2 separate regions of the Mus musculus genome follow, and region 1 is linked to region 2. Evidence: chromatin contacts called from public promoter capture Hi-C data. All regions are on one chromosome and are shown on one strand. Each heading gives the region's core, a stretch centred on a gene start, on an enhancer-like site or on the middle of the called end of the contact. The rest is flanking DNA. Distances are from core to core; before and after follow the strand shown.

Region 1 (7,182 bases), core at 1,519-4,018, 2.8 Mb before region 2:
TGTAGGAGCGGAGAACGGAGTCCCCATCCTCTGCAAAAGCATCAAGTGCTCTTAACTGGCAAGAGTCATCGCTCCAGCCCCAGAATAACTGTTTTACATCCATCATGTAAACGATATGAGATCCAAAACAAAAACCAATGTTTCTGAACAAGAACCACAGTATAGAAAATAAATATAATGAAGTTATGTGTCCTTTTGTTAAATAACAAGTTATAGTATCAGCTTCACAACTGGCCTAATTTCAAAGTCAAAATAAAAAAGGAAGAACAATCTGAGAGAGCTGCAACAGTCCCTAAATATCTGTGATTTCCAGTATCATCAAAATTTCAGATGTTACTACAGCTGCACATTTTATTTTAATTAGAGGAGACTATATAGAGGTAATCCCCCCCCCCCCATACACGTTCAGGAGCTTTAAGAGACTTTATTTGGTGATTCTTCTGAGTAACAGTTCTCCTGGCAGTTGTCCTTACCAAACTGATGCTGTGCTTAGCAGTTAGTCAATGGGGAGCCTCACGCGGGGAGCCTCACACTTGACTTCCGGAGGAAGCTTCTGTGCAGGTTAAGTCCTGGAAGACTTTAAAAAGTCTAAAATTTCTAAAGACAGAAACAAATGAAAGGGGTACCAGAGATTCATTGGAATTTGAGAAGATGAGCAAGCCCTTAAAAACCTTCCTGTTTATTCATTTTTCTTGGTGCAGAGAGTAAATTAATCAAGGGGTGGCTGTTCAGTCATTTCTCTGGCGAGAAACCTCGCTGCTTCTAGTTTAAAATCCGCAGGCTTGCTGTTCGTGTTCCGTGGGCCGCAGCACTTTGTCGGTTGTGTCAAATCGCAAGGTGGTGTTGGAATCAGAGGATTATGTACACGTGTAGGCTGCTGGAAATTATGGATAGAATGGCCTGCATAAGCCCAAACTGGACAAGCAAAACCTCCAGGAACAGGAACTCACATTAACAAGTGATTTGCAGTTGAGTGCAGAATTCGCACACCTGTTCTTGGTTGTCTTGGTTGCTCTCAGCGACTCTACAGCTGGTAGGGTGTTGAAGCCCTGCCCGCCCGAGAGCGCACCCTACACAGTTTGTCCCCAAGCAGCTCCCATATACGGCGGGCTCCGCCCCTGCCCGTGGCTGCCACAGCCGGGTGCAGCCTGGCTGGCGGCTGTGCCTGGACCCGCCCGCTGCTTCTGCTATTGCGCATGCGCCCCATTTTCAACCCTCCGAGTTTTCCCGCCCTTGATTGGCTGACTCTGCGCCCATTTCTAAACTTGTAAGCGCCTTAGTCCAGGCTTTGTAGGACTCCGAACAAAGGGGACGTTCTGATTCTACCCTACCTTGAAGGGTTCTAGGAAAGCTGAGATGAGGACTCCTGGTACTAGTGGACCACACATTGGCCGTCGTATTATTTCACTTAGTCTATTATTAAACCCTTGGAGTTCCAGTTTAGCAGGCGAGGCAGACTGGAAGACTCAAAGCTAGTATTGGAGTTCGAGCCAAAAACCCGGGAGACTTTTTCGGCTCCCCTCAGGGACTTAAGCAGCATCACATCTAAGCTTTCTAGAGACCATTTGAACCGAAGTCATCTGCCCGGGAGTGAAATAATAGCGGGGATATGCTGGTCTTGAGGACAGAATGTTCCATTGTGGTCGTTAGAGACCTCGAGGGTGAGGAGGAGCAAGTCAGTAGGCTTGCTTTATACTCCATCAGCAAGTGCAAAGGCAGGAGATCAGGGTCCAGGAGGAAGGCTGGTCTGTAAGTTTTGAGCGACCCTGACTGGGGCAGGAGGAAGATAGTTGATACTGGAGTTTTTGTGTCCAGCAGGTGACTTACAGGTGAAGGCATAGGGTTAACTGAATGAATTTACAGGGAGATAGCCCGGTAAGAAATCACTGATGCCAGGGGCTTTAGCTCATAAAAAAAAAGGGAAGAATAAGAAGAAGAAGGAGAAGGAGAAGGAGGAGAAGGAGGAGAAGGAGGAGGAGGAGGAGGAGGAGGAGGAGGAGGAGGAGGAGGAGGAGGAGGAGGAGAAGGAGAAGAAGAAGAAGAAGAAGAAGAAGAAGAAGAAGAAGAAGAAGAAGAAGAAGAAGAAGAAGAAGAAGAAGAAGAAGAAGAAGAAAGAAAGAAAGAAAGAAGAAAGCGGGTGTCCTCACTTTTGATCCAATGACTAAAGTTAAATTGCTAAACTGTCCCCAAAATGCAAAAACTCCCTTTAGATATGATTCCAACCAATATAACGACATTTCTATCTGCCTAAAAAAATCCTCGATCCTTTGTTTTCTTGGTACCCTAAATTTTGTGGTTCAGAACACATGCTTAGAACTCTTTGAAGAAACAGAGCAGTCCCTCAGAGTTCTCCACGACCTTTCGCTTCTCAACAAGACAGATGAGTTGACGAGCACGGGCCGTATAAAGTCAGGACCATGTTATTGGTTGCAATGCTCGTTTTCGGTAGTCCATTCCTCGGTTTCCTTGAGAATGCTCTAAATGCAGTGATCGTCCTGGGCCTGACTGGGTTTGACTTTCCGAGTTAGAGACAGCACAGCCGGTTGCCATTGACTTCGAGGTGGGGCTGCGCTGGGGCGTGGCCACCGAAGAGGCGGGGCCCAGACTTCCGGGCCCCGCCCCTTCGCGCCGTAGGCAGCTGCCAAACCCCGGTGCGTGGATCACGCGGGCCGGAGCCGCTCTGGGCATGCTCAGTGGCCTGGCAGGTGTGGCCGCCTAGCAACTCCAGGTCGGCCCTAGCCGAGGGGCGGGTGAGAGGGAAGTGGGCGGGGGCGCGGGCACGGGCACAGTCGCTGGAGTGGCCGGCGGCCGCGGGGCGCAGGCCTGTTGGAAGCCCCCGCGGGCCGGGCCGGGATGAGCTATGGCATCGGTCAAGGTGGCCGTGAGAGTCCGGCCCATGAATCGCAGGTGAGTGGGGCCTCCCGCCCCCCACCCTCGCCACACCCCAACCCCGGGCAGCCCCGCTCAGAGGCCGGTCTGGATTGAAAGGGACAAACCCCTGACCCACCTGGCCGTGCCAGTGGCCTTGGCGGTCCTGAAGGGCAAAGCTCTCCCGCGTTGAAGGGGACTCTGAGGGGAAGTGTCCGCGAGGCCGGGGAGATTTCCATGTACAGTCCCCATCCCAGAACGTGAGGCTCTCTTGCTCGCCCTTTAAAAAAAAAACACCAAGGAACCACGTTGGTGAAGTGAAATACTTGGGGGCGATCATGGAAGTGTGAGGGGTTCCCCGAGCTGTCAGACACACGCTCACTTGTGCCAACTCCAAAGTCTCTGTTAATCATGTTACCTTCTAATCTGGAGAGAATTTTCAGGTCCTTGAACGTGAACCCATCGTCTAAACAGAAAGTTAGCAGTTCATAAGTTAAGGTTTACATGGGGGATGAGGAAACTTCAACAAAGTTTTGACTCCTCGAAAGGAGAGTTACGTACGTGCACGTGTTTGACTCAAGTTAAGGGGGCACAAAGTGAGAACACACTTAGTGTGTAACCTCTTATATTTTTCCTACAAAGTAGTGCCTTGCATCGTGACTCTCCTCTCCTCATTGACTGAAAACCATTTTCAGCGACTTCCTCATCAGTTCAGAAAGAAGCTTTGAGAAAGTTAACTTTTGAGAAGGTTAAATGGGCTTAACCAGAGAATGACGTGCATATAAGTGAATGCCCTCCAAGTTGACGGGCGTAGGGCACACAAAGCAGTTCGTGTTTATTGCTGTTTCAGTTCTTGGACATTTGACTTGCCATATGGCTGTTCTCCCTTAGTCATGCTGTCTACTTCAGGAGGTCAGTGTTTGTTGGTTCTGACAGCCAGTTAGGGCAGCAGATTTTACTGGACTCTCCTGAGTCTATTTTTTTTTTTTTTTTTTTATCTTCAAGTAGAAGAACCATTATCATGCTGTAGATCCATAAATACCAGTGCTTTTGAAAGTCAGTGCATTTTGTGTGTGATTTTCAAATTACCTCTAAAACTTTTTAGGGAGTTTGACTTGTGTGTGTGAGTGAGTGAGTGTGTGTGTGTGTGTGTGTGTGTGTGTGTGAGTCTCAGGAGAATATTTGTTTCTTCACATACCCAATCAATACAAGATAAATAGACCCCTGGAGTCTTTTAAATGTTTTGTTTCTATTTTTAAGCATTTATATTATAAAAGGTTTTGTTTGTTTGTTTGGTTTTATTTATTTGCTTATTTATTTGTTTTTGGTTTTTTGAGACAAGGTTTCTCTGTGTAGCCCTGGCTGTCCTGAAACTCACTCTGTAGACCAGGCTGGCCTCAAACTCAGAAATCTGCCTGCCTCTGCTTCCCTAGTGCTGGGATTAAAGGCATGCGCCACCACTGCCCGGCAAGAGTTTTTTTTGTTTGTTTGTTTGTTTGTTTGTTTGTTTGTTTTTTTTCGAGACGGTTTCTCTGTGTAGCCCTGGCTGTCCTGGAACTCACTTTGTAGACCAGGCTGGCCTCGAACTCAGAAATCCGCCTGCCTCTGCCTCCCGAGTGTTGGGATTAAAGGCGTGTGCCACCACGCCCATCGAGTTCTCTTTTTGAACAATGTGAACATATGCTAGAAAATAGTATCAGATAACTTTAGAAAACACTTACTAAATATGGGTAGATGTAAGTGTCTTTTAGGAGTGTAGTGTCTAATGAGGGAAGGATGATGAAATTCATCAGTCTGGACTTTGTAGAAGGGGTGCTGTGTGTTCAGGGCCTTGTCAGAATAGGCCTCGAGTCCAGGCCCGTGGAGGCAGAAAACCATTACAGAAGCCTTATGATTTGAGTAGGCAGGCAGGTAGGATCTGTGCCCAGCAAGTAATGCTGGTGACATCAGGATTGGGACAAAAGCTAAGGAAGCAGTGATCTGGACAAGGGGTGGAGATGGGAAGGTGGATTGGATACACCAAGACAGTTTCCTGGTATCTTGGTAAAATTTGGTGACTTACTGCATGGGAAGGAGCAGGAATAGGGAGACTCCGAGAGTCATTAGCTTAAGTGGTCAAAGAGCTGGAAAGATTTGAGGAGAGGACATAATGAAGTTGAGAGCATCCTTAGCCATTCCAGTGTTCATGAAGTGCAGGAAGTATGAGTTACCAACTCAGCGTTTAGACAGTGAGTGTTGCATGCTTGTTTAATTTGAATCTTTGAATCATGTTTCTGTTCCGGGTGGTTGGTTGGAATCCTGGTTAAGTCTTGATACTTCTATGATTATCATGTGGAAATCTATCTATACAGGAGAATGGGAGTCAGGGATTGGATGGCTGGATATGTCTGTCCTTAGGATTCCAAGTAGAAGAAGGGCTTGCTGTCATGGAAATGAGCCAGAGTCCCTGTAGGCTGTAGTGGCTGTTGGTATCAAATGTTACTAAGATGAAGGCGGTTCTTGGTCAAAGAGGTGAGGATACTGGTAACTATCCTGAGAGTAGTTTCTGGAGCCAGTTATCCAGAAAATGGCAGTGAAGTAGAGACACGCTAATGGCAACTTAAAGCATGTGACCTAATTCCTAAGTCCTGCAAGGTATCATGGTGATTGGAAGTAACTGTTTTTACCCCTGCTCGGGGAACTTCATCTGTCAAAATTTAATATATGCATCAGGTTAATATATATCTACCAAGATGTGTTTATAAGGATGGTGTTGCTTTGTTGTAACAATACCTATAAAAAACCCAAATAAACCATAGATGACCAGAACATAGAAACACTGGAGATTTGTCAAAACTGTAACTGAAGTCATTCTATGTAGCATATAAAAATTGTGGGTTCACTGTAAATGAGCCATCTCCAAGTTAGGAGACTTATGAAAGCAAGATACACATATACACACATATAGTAGGCTGGAGTGTATGTACATATGTGTGAGAAAACTACTGAGACCCTGCTCTGCCTGTCTAGAGCAGTTTATAAACACCTGGCAGAGGTGCCTCTGTGTAGGAAGATAGATAGCAAGGATGGAAAGTTTTTCTTCCTCTTTTACTATTTGAATTGTCATATTTATGTATAATTGTACAATTAATGATTGAAAACTTGGTTCTGTGATTTTTAAAAGCTACTTAGAGCTATTGTCTCTAGCTGGGAAGAGTTTTGTATAATTGCACAATTAATGATTAAAAACTTGGTTGTGTGAATATTTTTAAAAACTACTTAGAGCTATTGTCTCTGGGAATAATTTTGGGTGATTGTTGTAGACAACTGGAGGAAACTGCTATCTTATCTATCTAATCTATGTATCTCATCTGTCTATAATCTATCAATCATCTGTCATCTGTTTATCAATTATCTATCTATTATCTATCTATATATCTCTATTATCTATCTTATCTATCTCATCTATTTGTAATTTATCAATCATCTAACCATCTACCTACCATCTCTATTTATCCATCATATCTATCATCTATCTATCTATCTATCTATCTATCTATCTATCTCTTGTTTCTAGTTACTATTTCAAGTAAGAAAGTTTCAGGCGATTTCACCAAAGACAAAAAAGGCCACTAATGAAGTGAGGGTGCTCTTGGCATCTTCTGAAGAAGAGGGGCCAGTGTGAATTTGCCTGAGTCCTGAGCCTTCTCAGCCCTCTCTCTGTTCCCTGAGTGAATTTGATCCCAGCCATGATATGATGTTTATTTTTACTGCCTAGTGGTTTGTATGGCCCGGGTTCTGATTTCCAAATGCAGTGATCCTAATTCAGTTCCTGGCTTGTCCATTCCCTGTGTTCTATTTTGTCTCTTTTTCTTTTGCTGCATTAGGAATTGAACTCAGGGATTGTGTGTAGAAACCTAGTTGTCTTTATACTTCATATATTAACACAGTTCCCCTTTTTGTTTTGAGTAGGTTGCCTAGTCTGACCTTGAATTCACACTGTAGCACAGGTGGGACATCTTTATGAGTATGCTGTATGTCTGTCTTTCTGAGAGGAACACCAAATCCCTGCACAGCTTTTAGTAGTAAAGGCATATATTTATGCTATTTTTGCAGATTGGGAGAAAATGCCTTAGACCATTAAGGGTGCTGTAACAAAATATCATACACCTGGGTGCCTTGAAAACAACAGACATTTATTCTTTATGGTTCTGGGTGCTGACAAGGCCTAGATTAAATTACTGGCCCATAGTGTGTTTGAGAAAGGCACCTTTGACCTTTGCTATGTGCTCAGTGTAAGGGGAGAATTTCTTGGGACTGTTTTATAAATACATT
Region 2 (6,770 bases), core at 2,404-4,903:
TAGTCTTGATTGGCCCCCATCTCAGAGATCATTTTGGCTCTGCCTCCCTGGGATTAAAAGCACAGCCTGCCTCAAAGACAATTTTATTGGCATTTGAAAGAGAAAACAGGAGGGCAGGCCAGCTGAGGTCTCTTGGGGGCTGACGAGAGAGAGAGAGAGAGAGAGAGAGAGAGAGAGAGAGAGAGAGAGAGAGAGAGAGAGAGAGAGAGAGAGGGAGGGAGAGAGGAGAGAGGAGAATGAGATCACGCTTTCTTAGAAGTCAACGTTCAGTTCTCCTTGAATGTACACAAACCGGGTATCTATTCCATCACCCATCACCGGGAGCTTCTTACACAAACTAAATACCTGTAAAACAACAACACAAAACAAAAAACCCAAAACCCTCTTCAACATTTACCACATTTATTAAGCCAGCATGGTGGCTCATGTAATCCCAACACTTGGGAAGGTGAGGGAGGAGCACGCTTGGAAAGGTCCTCAGCTGCACTGTGAGACTTTGTCTCAAAAACAAAGAAAAAAAACCCAATTAGCATTTATTTATTTATTTATTTATTCATTCCTGGGCTCACTCCCATCTCAACAATTAGCATTTGTAGATTACTCACTATGGGGCTGATACATTTCTTTCTCTCTTTCTTTCTTTCTTTCTTTCTTTCTTTCTTTCTCTCTCTCTCTCTCTCTCTCTCTCTCTCTCTCTCTCTCTCTCTCCCTCCCTCCCTCCCTCCCCTCTTTCTTTCTTTCTTTCTTTCTTTCTTTCTTTCTTTCTTTCTCTCTCTCTCTCTCTCTCTCTCTCTCTCTCTCTCCCTCCCTCCCTCCCTCCCTCCCCCTCTCTCTCTCTTTCTTTCTTTCTTTCTTTCTTTCTTTCTTTCTTTCTTTCTTTCTTTCTTTCTTTCTTTCTTGACAGGGTTTCTCTGTGCTAGGATTAAAGGTGTGTGCCACCACTGCCCAGCCACACAACAATTTTTTTTCTTTTCTTTTTCTTTTTTTTTTGGTTTTTCGAGACAGGGTTTCTCTGTGCTAGGATTAAAGGTGTGTGCCACCACTGCCCAGCCACACAACAATTTTTTTCTTTTCTTTTCTTTTTTTTTTGGTTTTTCGAGACAGGGTTTCTCTGTATAGCCCTGGCTGTCCTGGAACTCACTTTGTAGAGTAGGCTGGTCTTGAACTCAGAAATCCGCCTGTCTCTGCCTCCCATGTGCTGGGATTAAAGGCATGCGCCACCACCGCCTGGCACACACAACAATTTTTAATCCTCATTTTACAAATGTGGAAATTAAATAGTAGGAAGATAAAGCAAATCGTTCAATGTTTTAGTTAAGTGGTAGAACACAGATATATAAACACTGATTCTTCTGTTTCTAGAATCCTTGCTGTTAACTTCTACTTTATGGCTACCATTCACTAACTAAACCATTAAGAATTTTTTTTTTTTTTTTTTCCTTCTGGGCTGGAGTGATGGCTCAGCAATTAAGAGCACTGACTGCTCTTCCAGAGGTCCTGAGTTCAATTCCCAGCAACCACTTGGTGGCTCACAACCATCTGTAATGGGATCTGATGCCCTCTTCTAGTATGTCTGAAGACAGCAACAGTGTATTCATATACATTAAATGAAAAAAAATCTGGCCGGGCGTGGTGGCGCATGCCTTTAATCCCAGCACTTGGGAGGCAGAGGCAGGCGGATTTCTTAGTTCGAGGCCAGCCTGGTCTGCAGAGTGAGTTCCAGGACAGCCAGGGCTACACAGAGAAACCCTGTCTCGAAAAACAAAAACAAAACAAAAAACAAAATCTGAAAAAAAGTTCTAAAGAATTTTTTTCCTTACTGTTCTCTACATTCCCTTTCAAATCTTATGTGCTGCTTACACAGATAAATTTCATAACTGTCTCTTAATTTTTACCCATAAAAGAAAATTATTAAGAAGATATCTTAAACAATATAAGAATTATTAATTATGTGTTTGGGATTACCAGCAGATGAATTTTTTTTTCAATTCACATATTTTAATCTAGGGATGACAGGATAAAAATCACTAAACTCCTCATCCTCAAACTGCCTTCTTGCACTTCGTTCTTGATCATCTAAAAGCCCCGTTATTGGTTGCTCTCCTCTTCTGGGGCGTCGGGCTTATCACCCTTCCTGCTCCACCGCTAAGATTAAACCAAGAAATTCCACAATCCAGTAATGCTTTAGGTGCGTTACATTTACCCAAAGGGCTTGTTAAAAGACCAGCCTTTAGGGAGGCAGAGAGATAAGCGGATATGAGTTTGAGGCCAGCCTGGTCTACAAAGTGAGTTCCAGGACCACTAGGGCTATACAGAGAAACACTGTCTCGGAAAAAACAAAACAAAACAAAACAACAAACATTCATTTAGGTGGATTCTAAGAATTTGCATTTTTAAGTAAGAGTTTAGGTAATTCTAAACTGCTGGTCTGAGACCTCACATAGGATACATGTGAAAATACATGCTGAAACATCTCATCTAAAAATCCAAAACCTCAGCTGCTCCCACACTGTGCACAAAACTATTTAAAAATGCGTTACAAAATTACCTTTAGTCTCTGTGTATAAGGTCTGCATGAAATACAGCTGAGTATTTTTGCAACTGGAGTCTCATCCACTGCTTTGGTTTGGGACCAGGGACAAGGGACTGAGGCGCATATTTTACATACCAAAGCACACCTGAACTTCAGTTTCACTCAGCATCCCTCAGTCCCTTCTTGGCGAACCCTGCCCCAACCCTGAACTTTCCAGTCCAGCGGCCGAGCTGCCCTTCCCCCAGAGGCTCTTCCCTCTATAATCAAGATATTTTGGTCTCCCTTGTTTTCCTTCTCTTCTCTCACCTCCAATGCTCCCCTGGCCTCAATCCTTGGGGCCAGTGAACTCCCCTGAAAGCAACTTCCCAATATTCTGCCTTTAATATAATCTTAATTGGTTTGAATTGGCTCATTTCACCGTTGGAGAAATAACCTATCACCCAGGACGTTTTATTATGTATAAGCAAGTATTTCAAAATTTGAAGAAAAGAAAATTCCCAAATACTTCTCAAGTATCTCAGACGACTGATACCTAACCTGCAGTGTTCTATTCCTTCTAATCTCTGCTCCCCACAAACAGGCTGTCAAACCATTCTTGATACTAGTTACAAGGATTGCTACTGGCTCTTGGTCTTTGATCTTGGACAGTTAAAGACTAACTACCTTTTCTGACTCCCACTTAAACAAAACCTAGGTTGAATCCTGCTTTTCCATAGGGGTCAAGGCTACATGGATGAGGGAAGGGTTCTTCTGCAACGCCCTCATCAATGATGGCTACTATTTTCATAACGTGCAACCCGCTCGTCAGTCAACTTCGTGGGTAACAGGTAGACACATCCTCAAAGCTAATTACCGAGCACAATGAAAGCAAGGTGGGCAACGGCGATTGTATAGCTATGACAACAAACAAACCCCCAATAGGCCAATAAATACATATTTTAAAAAACCCTCAGATATCAGAAGCCAGAAATAACCGCGGAGTGTCTCAGCTCAAACGCTTAAAGAGAGAGACGCTATAGCCTAGGCGATTAGGACTCAGGCTCGCGGGGCGTCTGCTTCCGGCCACGTGTGCACGTCGACCAATGGAAAGGCTTTACGCCACTCCCGCTTCCTCACCCTGGCAACGGGCGAACGACTACTTCCTGTGTGTGAGTGCTCTGCGCTGACGCGGGTGAGTGTCCCTCGTTCTGACGCTGTCCGCGTCGCCGCTGCCTAGCCTCGGTCTCCGTATGGTCCGGCAGGCCCGCGTGGCGTCCTCACGCCACCGCTCGGGACGGCTCTCACGGCGCCACCTGTCCGGCCCGGCGCAGGGCCCCACGGATTCCCCGGCCCGGAGTTGTGGTCACGCGTGGGGGCCGCCAGTTCCCTTGGCTGCGGAGTTCTCGGAGCTCTTCGCGCGCTGTGCAGTCCCAGGCTACAGGGAACTCACGTGTCCCAGGTCCACAGCGGGCCCGGGATGTGTCACAGACAGATGTCGCGGTGGGGTCAGAGCTTCCCTGAGTCTGTTAGAGCCCGGGTTAGCGTCCCGAGGGACATGTAGCATCCAGTCAGTGTAGAGGTGGCTAGGACTGAGTCAGTGAAGATGCTGGAGAGGCGGGCGAGTAGCTGTAAACTGGAGGTGTTTTGAAGTAGAAGGCATAGGGATTCCTCCGAGTTCAACTTAATTATACCGAGGAGAGGAAGGGAAGGTTTATTGGGGGCCATTGAACCAAGACCTTTCTTTGAATAACAAGCTAAGGGAGTTTATCTTACGCACTCAGGCGTTTGGTTATTAGAAGCAGTGGCCGTGGTTATTAGAAAATGCTTGGGAATTGCAGAACAAGAGATTAACATAGTTGCCGCCACTAAGGATTTTGTGCTTTATAATTTCTTAGGTGTTGTAGATGTCACCGACAAGTGTATGTGTATAATATGGTTAAAACTAGAAATTGCAGTTTTGTATATGTTGCATTCATTGCACGGATAGATTGGTTTTGCCTTTTTTTGGGGGAGGGGAGAGGGTTATTTTAGTTTATGTGTGTGACTGCTTGCATCATAATGTCTGCACCGCGAGCATGGGCATATCCGTGCAGGCCAGTAGAGGGCATCTGGGGGAATCAAGGATGGATGTAAGCCAGCGAGTGGTGCTAGGAACTTACTCAGGTCCGCTAGAAGCAAGTGCTCTTTATTGCCGAGCTGTCTTTCCAACCCTGGTTATTTTATTTTTTTTCTTATTGAGGTGTAATCAACACAGTACCAAAATCCTCTTAAATTGTAAGCTTCTCTCTCCCCCTCTCTCATTTTAAGGATTCAAAAGTTGTATGTATGTCGTTGCTGTCTAGTTCCAGACCAATTTTTATCACCTTCCCCAGATATCTTGTGCCCAGTACAGTTACTTACCCTTCTCCAGTTTCCCCCAACTTCTGATCCATGGTTTAGTATGTATCTTTCTGTTTTGTACGGTTTAAGTAAATAGAAGTATGTAACAGGTGTCCTTTTGTGTCTAGCTTCTTTCAGTGAGCATAATGTTTTCAAGATTTGTCCATAGCTATGTAATAATGCCTCATTCCTTTGTGTTTATGTTACCCCCCCCCCCATTGATTCTGGGGATGGACCCGCACACATGCTGGGTGAGCATCCTACCACTGATGGATGTACCTCCCCCGTTCCTTTTTATGGATATGCAGTTGGATTGTTTGGTCCTTCGGGTTATTTTGGAATAATTCTGTACACATCATATTTGTAACTTTTTGTGTGGATATTTGATTTTAGTTTTATATTTGATCTTTTTGTTTTTTTGGTTATGTATATAGAAGTGGAACTTCTGGGTGGTTATGTTTGGAGAACTCAACAGACACTTTCCAGAATGATCACAGCACATTGAATCCTGCAGATAAGAAAGGTCTTCATCTCCAGACACCTGTTTTGATTATATGCGTCTTATAGTGGTACTAGGGAAATAGTGTCTCACTATTGTTTTGATTTTTATGATGAATAATCTTAAGCATCTATCTTTGTATTTATAAAACATTACATAGTTTTGGAGAAATATTTAAGTTGTTTGACTAGATATTTTAAATTTTATTTTATGTGGATGCATGTTTTGCCTGCATATATGTCTGTGTACCACATTCTTGCCTGTTATCAACAGAGGCCAGAAGATGGCATCAGGTCTCCTGGGATAGGACTTAAGAAGGTTGTGATCTGCCATGTGGGCGCTGGGAATCAAGAGCAGCCAGTTAGTGCTCTTAATCACTAAGCCATCTCTCCAGCCCTAGGTGGCTTTTATTTTTATTTTATTTTATTTTTTTTTGAGATGGGTCTTACTGTGGCCTGGAAATTCACTGTGTAGACCAATCTTGTGTCAAACATCTGACTTAAGAAACCATTTCTGAGGCTGGGTGTAGTGTGGCACCTGCCTTAAATCTCACAACACAGAAGGCAGAAGAAAGGGGATCTCTGAACAATTTCCAGGGTAGCCAGAGCTACATAATACAGGGATTTTTTTTTCTTTCTCTCAAATAGACCTTGTCTCCAAAAACTAACCGAGCAAGCAAGCAAGAAAGAAACAAAACTACCACCACCAAAAAAATAAAAATAAAAATAAGGCCTAGTGAGATGGCTCAGCGGTTAAGAACACTGACTGCTCTTCTGAAGGTCCTGAGTTCAAATCCCAGCAACCACATGGTGGCTCACAACCACCCGTAATGAGATCTGATGCCTTCTACTGGTGTGTCAGAAGACAACTATAATGTACTTATTTATAATAATAAATAAATCTTTAAAAAAAACAAAAATAATCCGGGCGGTGGTGGCACACGCCTTTAATCCCAGCACTTGGGAGGCAGAGGCAGACGGATTTCTGAGTTTGAGGCCAACCTGGTCTACAAAGTGAGTTCCAGGACAGCCAGGGCTACACAGAGAAACCCTGTCTTGAAAAACAACAACAAAAAACCCCAAACCAAACCAAACAAAACAAAAATGCTGAATCCAGAGTCAGAAATATTTATCTATGTATAATTGCCCGTTACTCTAAGTTTTATAGGTCTGACTGATAGTTTTGAAGTGCTGGATTCAGTGTACCTACAGGGAGGGGTAGGGCTTTACTCTGCCTTCTCTAATTCTCCCCACCCTTGCTGACTACCCAGCCCCACCCACCACCCACACCCCACAACACACACACACACACACACACACACACACACACACAATGGCCTGGATATGTTTATCTTTTGTTTTTGTTTTTCAAGATAGGGTC

Evidence for each region. Promoter capture Hi-C pulls out the DNA fragments that hold promoters and counts their contacts.
Region 1: a promoter capture Hi-C map of liver shows a contact between it and region 2, with 7 times the contacts expected there. The contact joins the promoter of Kif16b here to the promoter of Tasp1 in region 2. A contact is called at or near these places in 11 of 39 promoter capture datasets (the 3T3-L1 cell line, 3T3-L1-derived adipocytes, the C10 cell line and 5 more), 1 of 484 Hi-C or Micro-C datasets (CD4 T cells), 2 of 115 datasets of contacts at active chromatin or transcription factors (astrocytes and embryonic stem cells) and 1 of 9 other capture datasets (liver).

The regions. Positions count from the first base shown.
Region 1 is chr2:142,897,050-142,904,231 of GRCm38.p6, reverse strand. It overlaps Kif16b (kinesin family member 16B), which reads left to right and starts at 2,768. Exons shown (of 26, transcript NM_001081133.2): 1 at 2,768-2,907. The coding sequence starts at 2,861. Kif16bos (kinesin family member 16B, opposite strand) reads right to left here and starts at 1,267. Exons shown (of 2, transcript NR_131921.1): 1 at 991-1,267; 2 at 660-877.
Region 2 is chr2:140,063,688-140,070,457 of GRCm38.p6, reverse strand. It overlaps Tasp1 (taspase, threonine aspartase 1), which reads left to right and starts at 3,653. Exons shown (of 14, transcript NM_001159640.2): 1 at 3,653-3,704.